3 separate regions of the Zea mays genome follow, and all the other regions are linked to region 1. A link is a contact called in public Hi-C data. All regions are on one chromosome and are shown on one strand. Each heading gives the region's core, a stretch centred on a gene start, on an enhancer-like site or on the middle of the called end of the contact. The rest is flanking DNA. Distances are from core to core; before and after follow the strand shown.

Evidence for each region. Hi-C and Micro-C count contacts between places; a contact is called where the count stands out from the background.
Region 2: a contact with region 1 is called in a Hi-C map of bundle sheath, with 2.8 times the contacts expected there. The contact joins the promoter of LOC732723 here to the promoter of LOC100383138 in region 1. A contact is called at or near these places in 2 of 25 Hi-C or Micro-C datasets (bundle sheath and tassel).
Region 3: a Hi-C map of leaf shows a contact between it and region 1, with 8 times the contacts expected there. The contact joins the promoter of LOC103645185 here to the promoter of LOC100383138 in region 1. A contact is called at or near these places in 3 of 25 Hi-C or Micro-C datasets (bundle sheath, leaf and tassel).

The regions. Positions count from the first base shown.
Region 1 is chr1:200,095,728-200,099,240 of Zm-B73-REFERENCE-NAM-5.0, forward strand. It overlaps LOC100383138 (putative ARF GTPase activating domain protein with ankyrin repeat-containing protein), which reads right to left and starts at 2,049. Exons shown (of 19, transcript NM_001175804.1): 1 at 1,677-2,049; 2 at 242-318; 3 at 38-138. The coding sequence starts at 1,721.
Region 2 is chr1:200,452,020-200,455,518 of Zm-B73-REFERENCE-NAM-5.0, forward strand. It overlaps LOC732723 (retinoblastoma-related 3), which reads right to left and starts at 1,348. Exons shown (of 19, transcript NM_001112352.1): 1 at 853-1,348; 2 at 640-760. The coding sequence starts at 744.
Region 3 is chr1:200,512,404-200,516,131 of Zm-B73-REFERENCE-NAM-5.0, forward strand. LOC103645185 (exocyst complex component EXO70B1) reads left to right here and starts at 1,505. Exons shown (of 3, transcript XM_008668290.2): 1 at 1,505-2,016; 2 at 2,103-2,744; 3 at 2,991-3,728. The coding sequence starts at 1,841.

The DNA.
Region 1 (3,513 bases), core at 799-3,298:
GCTGGGAAAAGCAGACAAAGAAAATAACATGACTAACCACCAAAAGCGACACTCATTGGATCATTGTGGCCTCCTCCAAATGTTTCAAGTGAGCTGGCAAATGCAATATCTCCATCGTATGCTTCCCCTAGTCCTTCACTGAAACAAAAGGGCATATCAGCATATGGCGCAGGGAGTGACTTACAGCTCAACCATACTCCGGATTACAAAATAAATGCATGGGCAATGGATGGTTACTTACGTATACTTACGGCAACCTTTATGGAACTTCAAACATCTCTCTCTCAGCAATTCAGCACTCTCCTCAAGTGATTGTATCTTTTTCAAATGAACAAAAAGATGCATACAATTAGTCATCAATCCAAGAAAACAAAGTTTCATTCAAGACTGCAACCAGTAAGGAAATTCGTTTCTTCCACATTGATAAGTAAAGCTTGAATGTAAAACATACAAATCCTGCAAAGGCCTTCTAAATTGGACAGTTCATAAAATATCTACTTGAAGGAGCATTTTTTACACTGTTCAACCGAAAATTTCAGAAGTGCTGTGCAAGTTCATTAACGCACTCAAAAAAAACTACTGGGAGCGTTCTCATTTCATTTTAAAGCCGTCAAAACAAACAATGGGGAATATATGAAGCAAGGCTTGCCTACTTTTATGAAATGAAAAGAGAAGAGACCAAATTATTTAGGGAAAATAATGCAGGAACAGAAAACAGAAGATTCACCGACAAAACCATTGTGTTAGTTCCATGATTACTGAAAAGCTAAAATAATTGAGAAGTAAGCATGAACTTGGACTGAAACGGATAAACCAGCTGACCTACACCATAACTTATTCCAAGAAGCACATCTGCTTTAGTGAGAAATTGAAACCCAACTGCAGAAAATAAATTAAACTGCTTCAAACCTCATTCTTTTAATTGGTAAGTAGAATTCACATTGTGCGTCAAGTTAGTGTCAGTGTACGACAAAAGATATGCAGCAGACAGAGATGTGCCTACAGCCGCAGCACTATGCAGCATTAGTTCGTGATGCCCGTTCATAGAATGGGGAAAAAAGGCCAGCTTTGAAAATAAACCAAGCTAATTCCGGACCACTCGTTGTGGTGCCATGGGAAAAAGTCGCAAAAATAACGCCAAAGAAGAAACCAACCTGACTAATTGACAATTCAACAACATGGCCGTACGATGCAGACGCACATCACACATGCGCGCGCGCGCACGGTAAAAACTAGTACAGTAGATGCGACGATAGAGAGAGGTCGTAATAAAACACATGCCGATCCACGGGAGGGCAAAATCACGGCCACGGGGGAGGAATTACGCTTTCCACGTGCATTCACAAACCAAACGAGCAAACAAACGAGGAGATTCCGGGCACGCGCCGCGCATCAGCCGTGCAGAGAGGAGAAGCAGCGGCGTCGAGTCAGCGACGTTCCCCTTCCCGCAGCCCACCACGGGCCATGTGCAACACCGCCGCCAAGGAGGTAAAAAAAAATGGGGGCGGAGACACGCGCGCACGCATCAAACCTGCCCAGCTGGCCGGTACCCAGCGCGGCAGAATCCAGGAACCCGTACGAACGAATCCAGGCAAAAGGTGGCACGCGCCCACGCACGCGCGGGGACGCTAGGGGCGGAGATCCGCCGGGATCACGTACGACGGTGCGGCTCTCACCTGCGTCCGGAACATGGGCGAGTCATCGAGTTTGGCGAAATACATGGCTGCCGCCGCCGCCGCTAACACAGTCACCGCCGCCGCCGCCTCCTACCAGCCCATCCGCGGGCACGCTGCGGCGCTCTCTGGCCGCCGGCTGTGGCTTCCTCCGTCCGACCGACCGACCGCCAGCTGCGGGGAGGGGAGGACGACGGGAGGGAGAAGGTGCGGTGGCAGCGGGATCGTCGCGGCAGGGCGGGGAAGGGAATGGCGGCGATCTGGGCGCGCGGGGGGCGGGGGAATTGGTCGGGTGGCTCGGCGAGAAGCGAGGCGAGCGAGGAGGGGAGCGAAAGGGGGAGGGAAGGGAAGGAGAGGAGTGGAGCCTGGTGCGAGGTGGTGGAAATGCGCAAGAGGAGGGAGGGATGGATGGAAAACGCTGCATTGAGTCCCACTCTCTCTCTCTCTTAGTTCGGAGAGGGAAGACTGGTAGTAACTAACTGGCGAGTCCAAATTATAACGATTATTTACGGTGGGGCCGGGACGCAGACACTGCTAGAATCCAGCGAGATTGTTTTTTCTGCAAGGAGCCGGCAGAAAATGCGGAATTTTATTTTTTTTAAAACAAAAACAATTGAAACGCGCATGTTTAATTCCGTCGTCAGAAATGATGCCCTAATGATGGCGTTCTGTCGCCGTTAACTAAAGCGCGGTGGACCAGGAGTCAGTGGCAGCCTGACAAATGGACCGGTTGGTGATCTGCCAATTTCGTCGCTGCGTTTTGACGACTGCTGTTTTCAGAACAGAACAAGAAAGTGAGTGCGTCACTGTCGCGTCGACTGGGCGCTGGGCCGGCCCCGGACGAACCCGCACCACCGTGCACTGTGCGGTATATGTCTTGTTGGATGACTAAACTCTACTCGCCACTCGACAAGCTAAAAAGAGGCTCGGCTCAACTGGCTCTCGGTTGACTCAGTTTAAACTGAGCTACACCTTAAGGCTGAGTCCAGTGCACAGCCTCCCTCTCGCCCCTGCCACATCAGCTCTCGCCTTCACTCTCGCCCCTGCTGCTCCAGTGCACAGGCTGCAGCAGGCTACAGCCTCAGGCTATAGCCACATCAGCTTTTCTATTTCAGAATTAAGTAATTCACGCGGATTTATTTTAACGCTTAGAAATCACACAACATAATACTTTTTATTGAATTAAAAACTACAAAGTGCATAATAATTTATAGATGAAATTTGTGATTTTTTTGTATTTTTTTCAAATTTTTTGGAGTCCAAACGGTAAAAAACGGTTATCACACGTGGCGCTGATGTGGCCAGCAGAACCAATCGGAAGCCGCCACCTCGCTCTCGCCCCACACTCTCGCCCGCACGCCGCCCGCGCCAGTGCGTAGCCCGCCTCACCGCCTGCCTCTCGCCCGTCTCTCGCCCGGGCGCGCGCTCCAGCGCGGGCGAGAGCGAGGCGGTTTCGCCTGCTCTCGCCGAGCGCGAGCGGCGTCGCCCGGAAACGCTCTCTCACCTGGCTCTCGCCTTCGGTCGGGCGAGAGGAGCGCCGTGCCGCCCGTCTTGCAGCCTGCGTTGGCACCAGCCTAATAAGTACTTCCTCCAGTTCTAGTATACAAGACGTAACCCTTCTGCTTTAAAAAACAAGAAATATATTTAGTTCTCTCTATATCACTGCATCGATATAGGTATACATAAAGAAAACACGTCTTATATTATGGGACAAGAATAAAAAGTGGTTACGTCTTATATTATAAGACGGAGAGAGTAATATTGTATTGTACGGTAACCTAATAGTATATAAATATAAGATACATAGTCATCATTCAATATTATCAATAATCTAAATTTT
Region 2 (3,499 bases), core at 98-2,597, 360 kb after region 1:
CTCACAAGTGAACAGCAGGGGTAAAATGGAACGTCACATGATCATGCATATAGATTTCTCCTAAAAATAGGACAAGTACGAGTAGTAAATAAACTCACAGGTACAAAACCAGTGAATCACTAATAATAATGATAAGACATACGAAGGACAGTGTGACTTCAAACAGAAAGTGTATAAATCAAAAGGAACCATCAAAAGTCGCTCCATTTATTATTCGTTTTTGAAAGGGCCAGCCACAAATAATAAAATTTATCCCCAGCAGACCACACAAAGAGTTTGCAGCAGACGGTGGAAAACATAGATTTCCACACAGCGCACGGAAACCGAAGAAATGGATCAGAATGGTTCATCTTCGAAAACAAATTCGAAGGAGTCAAGGGCGACAAAATCGGTTGGGATAACCTAAATAAACGAAAGAGGAGCGCCAGATCTAGCACAAATTAATTTCCAAACAAGAAAAACCGCCTAAACCTTCAGCCTCCCATGTTTTTCCCCACTGAGCAAACACACGCGAAGCAGCTGGAAGACATCGCCAGTGAGAAAAGGACACGCCTTGCGCAGAGAAAAACAAAAATCCAGCACCCAACGAAAGGTCAGAAACGGAGCGGCGCAAACGCCGGGGCATGTGAGAACCCGTACCTTGCACAGATCGGCGAACCTCTCCTCTATGGAGGCCGCGGCGACGGAGGCCCTAACCGTGACCCCAGACCCCGAGCTCGTGGACGGCTTGGCGAACCCCTCCATGTCCCTCCTCCTGGTTCTGTTTGAATTAAAAATTTGGAATGTGGTTTCTCTAATCTCAGGTTGTCACCACGTGCCCACCAGATGCACACGCTTCACAAAATCACAAACCTCGGTCCAATCAGGCCAAGACGGCCAGAGGGGGCGAGCCGCACTGGCGCCGCCGCCCGCAGGGGGCAGGCCGCAGATGCTCTGCCGCGGACGCACTGTCCGAAGACTCAGGCCGGGGGCGGTGATCCGGCGCACAAGCAGCGGCAAGAGGAGCTATGGAGGGTGGAGCTGTGTCTGTCCGTGCGACGCAAGAGCTGGAGCGGACGAGCGGTGCCTGTGCGTGGCAGCGTGTGTGCGGAGACAGGCGTGGGCGCGTGGATGCGTCAGGCATAGGGCGGCTGAAAACCTAGAAAATTTATGTATTCCTACTGTCCCGCCCCTGCCTCCTTCCAAACACTCCGCCAATCCAGGCCTCGAAACCACCCCCGTGACCGGACCAGGCACTCCGGCGACCGGAGGGAAGGCGGAGGAGGAGCTCTGCTAGGGTTTCGGCGGAGGACGAGGGACGGGAAACAGCGGAGACGAACGATGGACGGGAATCTGAGGCGGATGTTGGGATGCGCGCCAAAAAATAATTTCGGGGCCGAGCGGCGCGCGCGGACTTTTTATATCTGCGGGGTCGCTTGCGCGGCAAAACGGAGCCCGCCTGTCTCGCTGCGCGGTGGGCCCGGTCCTGGCAGGCGGGAGAGGGGAAAGTGGCGCTACGTCGGTTGGTTTTGGCGGGAGAGGGTGGAGATGGCGGGAGTTTTTGGTGGGAACTGGGAAGGGATGGGTGGGGAACCGGGCCCGGGCCCGTGTGGGTGTGGCCCATGTGACTGGTCGGGTTGGGTCGGCATGTCGGCGTGTGGGAAGCGACCACACGTGCGCCGCGCGGCTGCGGCGGGCGGGGCCACCCGAACCGGGGTAGAAGCGTCCGAGGGAAATAATTGATTGACTAGATGAGTGCTCGTGCGTTGCAACGGGAATATCTAATAATATGATAACTTATGTATAAATGTGTGTTATACTGTTATGAGAAAATGTTTCGGAATCCATTGTGATCCACATGGCGCGCCAGCAGCCGGAGCGAGTGCCGCCGCAGCGGCATCCTGTCGGTTGCGGAGGTGATTGGAAGCGCGACGGGGTTTGCGGGAGCCCGCCCCTGAGCGGCGGTGAAAGGGAATTAGGCTTACACCTAAGTCCTAAATAATTTTGGTGGTTGAATTGCCCAACACAAATCTTTGGACTAACTAGTTTGCCCAAGTGTATAGATTATACAGGTGTAAAAGGTTCATACTCAGCCAATAAAAAGACCAAGTTTTTGATTCAACAAAGGAGCAAAGGGGCAACCGAAGGCACCCCTGGTCTGGCGCACCGGACTGTCCGGTGTGCCACCGGACAGTGAACAGTACCTGTCCGGTGCACCAGGGGACTCAGACTCAAACTCGCCACCTTCGGGAATTTCCTGAGGCGACTCGGCTATAATTCACCGGACTGTCCAGTGTACACCGGACAGTGTCCGGTGCGCCAAGGGAGGTCGGCCTCAGGAACTCGCCAGCTTCGGGAAACGCCAACGGCTAGCCCGCTAAAATTCACCGGACTGTCTGGTGTGCACCGGACTGTCCGGTGCGCCTCCGAAGCAACGGTCATCTCCGCGCCAACGGCTCTCTGCCGCGCATTTAATGCGCCCTCTGCGCGCGCAGAAGTCAGAATCGCCCATGCTGGCACACCGGACATCAAACAGTACCTGTCCGGTGTGCACCGGACACCCAGGCGGGCCCACAAGTCAGAAGCTCCAACGGTCAGAATCCAACGGCAGTGATGACGTGGCAGGGGGCACCGGACTGTCCGGTGTGCACCGGACTGTCCGGTGCGCCATCGAACAGACAGCTCCACCAACGGCCACATTTGGTGGTTGGGGCTATAAATACCCCAACCACCCCACCATTCATTGCATCCAAGTTTTCCACTTCTCAACTACTACAAGAGCTCTAGCATTCAATTCTAGACACACTAAAGAGATCAAATCCTCTCCAATTCCACACAAAGCCCTAGTGACTAGTGAGAGTGATTTGTCGTGTTCATTTGAGCTCTTGCGCTTGGATTGCTTCTTTTCTTTCTCACTTGTTCTTGAGATCACAACTCCATTGTAATTAAGGCAAGAGGCACCAATTGTGTGGTGGCCCTTGCGGGGAAGTTTTGTTCCCGGCTTTGATTTGAGAAGAGAAGCTCACTCGGTCCGAGGGACCGTTTGAGAGAGGGAAGGGTTGAAAGAGACCCGGCCTTTGTGGCCTCCTCAACGGGGAGTAGGTTTGCAAGAACCGAACCTCGGTAAAACAAATCTCCGTGTCTCACTTGCTTATTCGCTTGGGATTTGTTTTGCGCCCTCTCTCTCGGACTCATTTATATTTCTAACGCTAACCCGGCTTGTAGTTGTGTTTATATTTGTAAATTTCAGTTTCGCCCTATTCACCCCCCCTCTAGGCGACTATCAATTGGTATCAGAGCCCGGTGCTTCATTAGAGCCTAACCGCTCGAAGTGATGTCGGGAGATCACGCCAAGAAGGAGATGGAGACCGGCGAAAAGCCCACTACAAGCCACGGGAGCACTTCATCGGAAGAGTCCCGCACCAAAAGGAGGGAGAAGAAGAAGGACTCCTCCAAACGGAAGGAGAAAAAGGCTTCCTCTTCTCACCACCAAGAGAAGAAGGAAAAATCTTCTTCCCAC
Region 3 (3,728 bases), core at 255-2,754, 420 kb after region 1:
TAGCGGCAGATACGAGCGTATATGGTAACAACCCATGGCTGTTGCAACGAACATAGCTAGAATCTGGGAAAGGATACATGCAAGAAGCAAGATGCATGTCGATCCTGAGCAGGGGCCACATGGCGAGTGATTATGTGTGTAGAAGCCGATCGATTGTCCCAACTGATGCTTGGTTTTATTTCTTCTAATCTATTTCTATTATCTCATGTTTCTTCCACGTTTCAACATGGTTCAAATTCTAGTTTTTCTTTTTCTTGAATTTAATTTAATTGCAGCATAAAAAACAGCATGAATTCAAGATTAAAGTTCATATGCAAAAGTACAATAAAATTCCAGCATGCAAATTCAAGTTTATTTTATATATATTGATTATTCATTTAAGTGAATGCTCAACATACACAATATATACATTATTTGTTTTAACAGTTCATCCAAACGTTAGTATTCATTTTTTTTGTTTGTATTTTCCTCAATATCCAATACTTTCACCTTTTTTTAATATGTATAATAATTTAATTAAAAGTACAATTAGTTAGTTTATTTCTATATAATTAGGTTTTAAACTAAATTCTAGTCTTTGCTAGAACACATTTATTCTAGGGAATGCAACTTTAGTGGTAAACAAATCTTTAAACTAATTCAAAATTTTGTGGAGTATTTTACCAAAAGCTTATCATAGGATTTTCCAGTGTTACATATATGGACCGAAACAAGCTCCTCGTGTGTGGTGTGACAAGTTGAGTAGGAAACTTTGTGATGTCGTTCTAAAGGATCAAAGGTGTACATCTCTTTATTTCACTATCATAAGGATGTTAGATTTATGTTTATTCTAGTATAATATAATTATAACAATATCAATCAAAAAGTTGTCATGTATTATTGCAGGATCTTGATCAAGATTTTCTCATTGAAGGATCTAGAGAATAATCACTACTTCATATGAATAGAAGTAAACAAGAGGATGCCATGGTATTATTGCATGATATTTATCGAGACTTCTCATTGAAGGTTTGGAGAATGTTCACTACTTAGGAATAGAGGTAAAAAAGAGGCATGATAATTTAAATTTGACACAAGCTAAATACGCAGCATATCTCCTTGGCATGGCATAATGTAAAGTTGTAAACCTATAGGCACACCATTATGCACTAGTGAAAAATTATCCCTTCATGAAAGAAACGTTGCTAGAACCAAAAGATGCAACACAATATATAGGAGTATTATGGGTTTGACTAGACCGAATATTATATTCCTGGTTAACAAGTCATATCAATATTTGCATGCTCCTACTATAGTGCATTGGGAAGTATTAAAGTGAATATGAATCTTATACCAATCTCGTTGTGGAGATCTATACAGATATAAACCCACCGTGTCATCCCTAACAGCTATGACAGAGAGGGACAAATTAAGGTCACTATCTAATTTATTTTATTTTATTCGTTTGCTAAAGTTTTTGGTTTAGCAAGTAAACTATACAGATGTCGTATGAGTTGTTGCTATCGTTGCGCGATAAACTGTGGTTGTGTCCCTAGAGTCCAGCTTCCTCGATCGGCATCAACTCTGACGGCATTCAAACCTGCCACAACGCGCAATGACACGGGGACCGCGCAGATCGGTAGGCTAGTGAGAGAGAGAGAGGAACCTTCTTCCAGTTCGTGCAAGTGACAAGGACAGCGGCAACAAGGCGTCGCCGGCCGGAGCCTCTCGCCCGGAAGCTAGGTTGACCGACGGCCGTAGGCAACAGCGCGCGCCGTGGCAGGCGGCCGCCGTCCGCACGCGCCAATTAAGCCACACCGTTGACTCGCATCGCGGTCGCAAGGGACAAGAAGTGATCACGATGACGAGTAGCTTCGCTCTCCCGGGGCCGCCGGCGGGGGACGCTCGCGTTCGCGGCGAGTGGCTCGCCGCGGCTTCCGCCTTCGGCGGCTACCTGGAACTGGAAGGTCGCGTGCATGGAGGCCAGCCTTCCGGCGCGGTCTTCACGGACTCCGCGATGCCATTGCTACTCAGCAGGTATTGAAACCGTCGAGCAGTTTGACCAACGACTAATTCTGGCTTCCTGCCCTGCCAATGTGACTGTGTCTGTGTTTGAATTGAAGCAAGGGGGCGCCGAGTTCTCTCCTCGGCGACATAGAGGCGTATCTGAACCCCATCTCCGGCGAGCTACTCGCGGACCCCGCGCTACGGCTCACCAGATACCTGGCCGCTGCGAAGTTGTCGCTGGTGCTTCAGCGGCAGCAGGCCCTTGGCACTGGCAGTGGCACGGCATCCGGCGACACGCACGAGCATGAAAAACGTCCGAAAAAATTGCTCGACCAGGCCATGTCTTCCCTCGCGATGGAGTTCTGCCACCTCCGGATCTGGAGGCTCGACGCCGACGTGCTGCGGGGCCATCCGCATCGTCGCCTGGGTATCTCGCCCGCGTCCATCTGGGAGTCCGTCGTCAGGGGCGGCTGCCGCGGCGGTTCCAGGTCTGCTGCTGATTCGGTGGCCTCATGGCCGAGCTCCTCCTCTACCTCCTTCGGCGGCACTAGTGGCACTGGCAGCTCAAGCGGGTTCCTCTCGGCTCTGTGCGAGGACATGTCGGTCCGAAGTGACAAGGCATTCGGACGCATGGATCTTATCGACAGGAAGGTGCTGTCCACCATCAATGACATTGCGGGCCTCATGATCCAAGGTGGATACGAATACGAAGATATGCTCCGACGGGCCATCGATCGACACTCTGCTCAGCTTGCCAGGTAAGTGGGATATACAAAAAGCCATCATCTATGAAGTCGTATCTCATCAAGATATACAAAAAGTTTGATTTTGTCATTTCTCTACCCGAGTTGATTCGAATAATTCATAACGTAGTTCAAGATATACAAGTTTGGTGATTTCGCACTCCATGTGGGATCATCGACAAAGATCGAGAACCAAACTTGTACTTCATACTAGATGATATAGACATAGTAAAAACCTATACTAACGCATGTGCGCGACAGTTACCTCGAAATCCTCGACATGGACAACATTCTGGGCGGCCACAAGGAAGAGCCCAAGGAAACTGTGCTGAACGTTTGGACAGCGGGGATGCACATCATCGTCGGTGTTCTGGGTGAGATGCGAAGGCAGTTGAACGGGCAGGATCTTGGCTGGTTCAACATGCTCAAGGAGGATTATTTCTCAGCGATCGCAAAACAATCTGTGAGGAGGCTGCTCAGAGCGGCCGATTCTATCTGCACTCAGATCCATGGCGTCGGCGTCGCGTCACCAGTCGTTGATCCAGTTCACATGATGGATACCGATGATACCTACACAGCAGTTAAGCCTGATGACCTCCTCCTGTCCAGCAGGACGGCGGTGGGTCTGGTGATGATGTACAAGGCACTGAACTGTGGCATGCCGATAGTACTGGCACTGCTCTCTACAGGTCACGCCAAGGACTCCATCCTCGCAGAGGGCGAAGCGCTGGTGCAGCGCTTGTCGGACATGTTCGTCAAGCTATGTGTGGAGCAGAAGGAGCTGGTGAGGGCGCGGCGTTTGGACATCTCCGACACCGGCGTCCATCCCTTCACGAGGCGCGTCATGGCTCACGTGCGGACGCTGGTCCAGCACGGGAGCACGGTCTGCCTGATGCTCAAGGGTCGCCCGAAGGCGGCGTTCCACGAGCTGGTCGCGCAGCTCGTCTCCTCGCTGGAGTGCGCGCTGGACAGCAACTCTAGAGGTCTGCAGATCCCTGG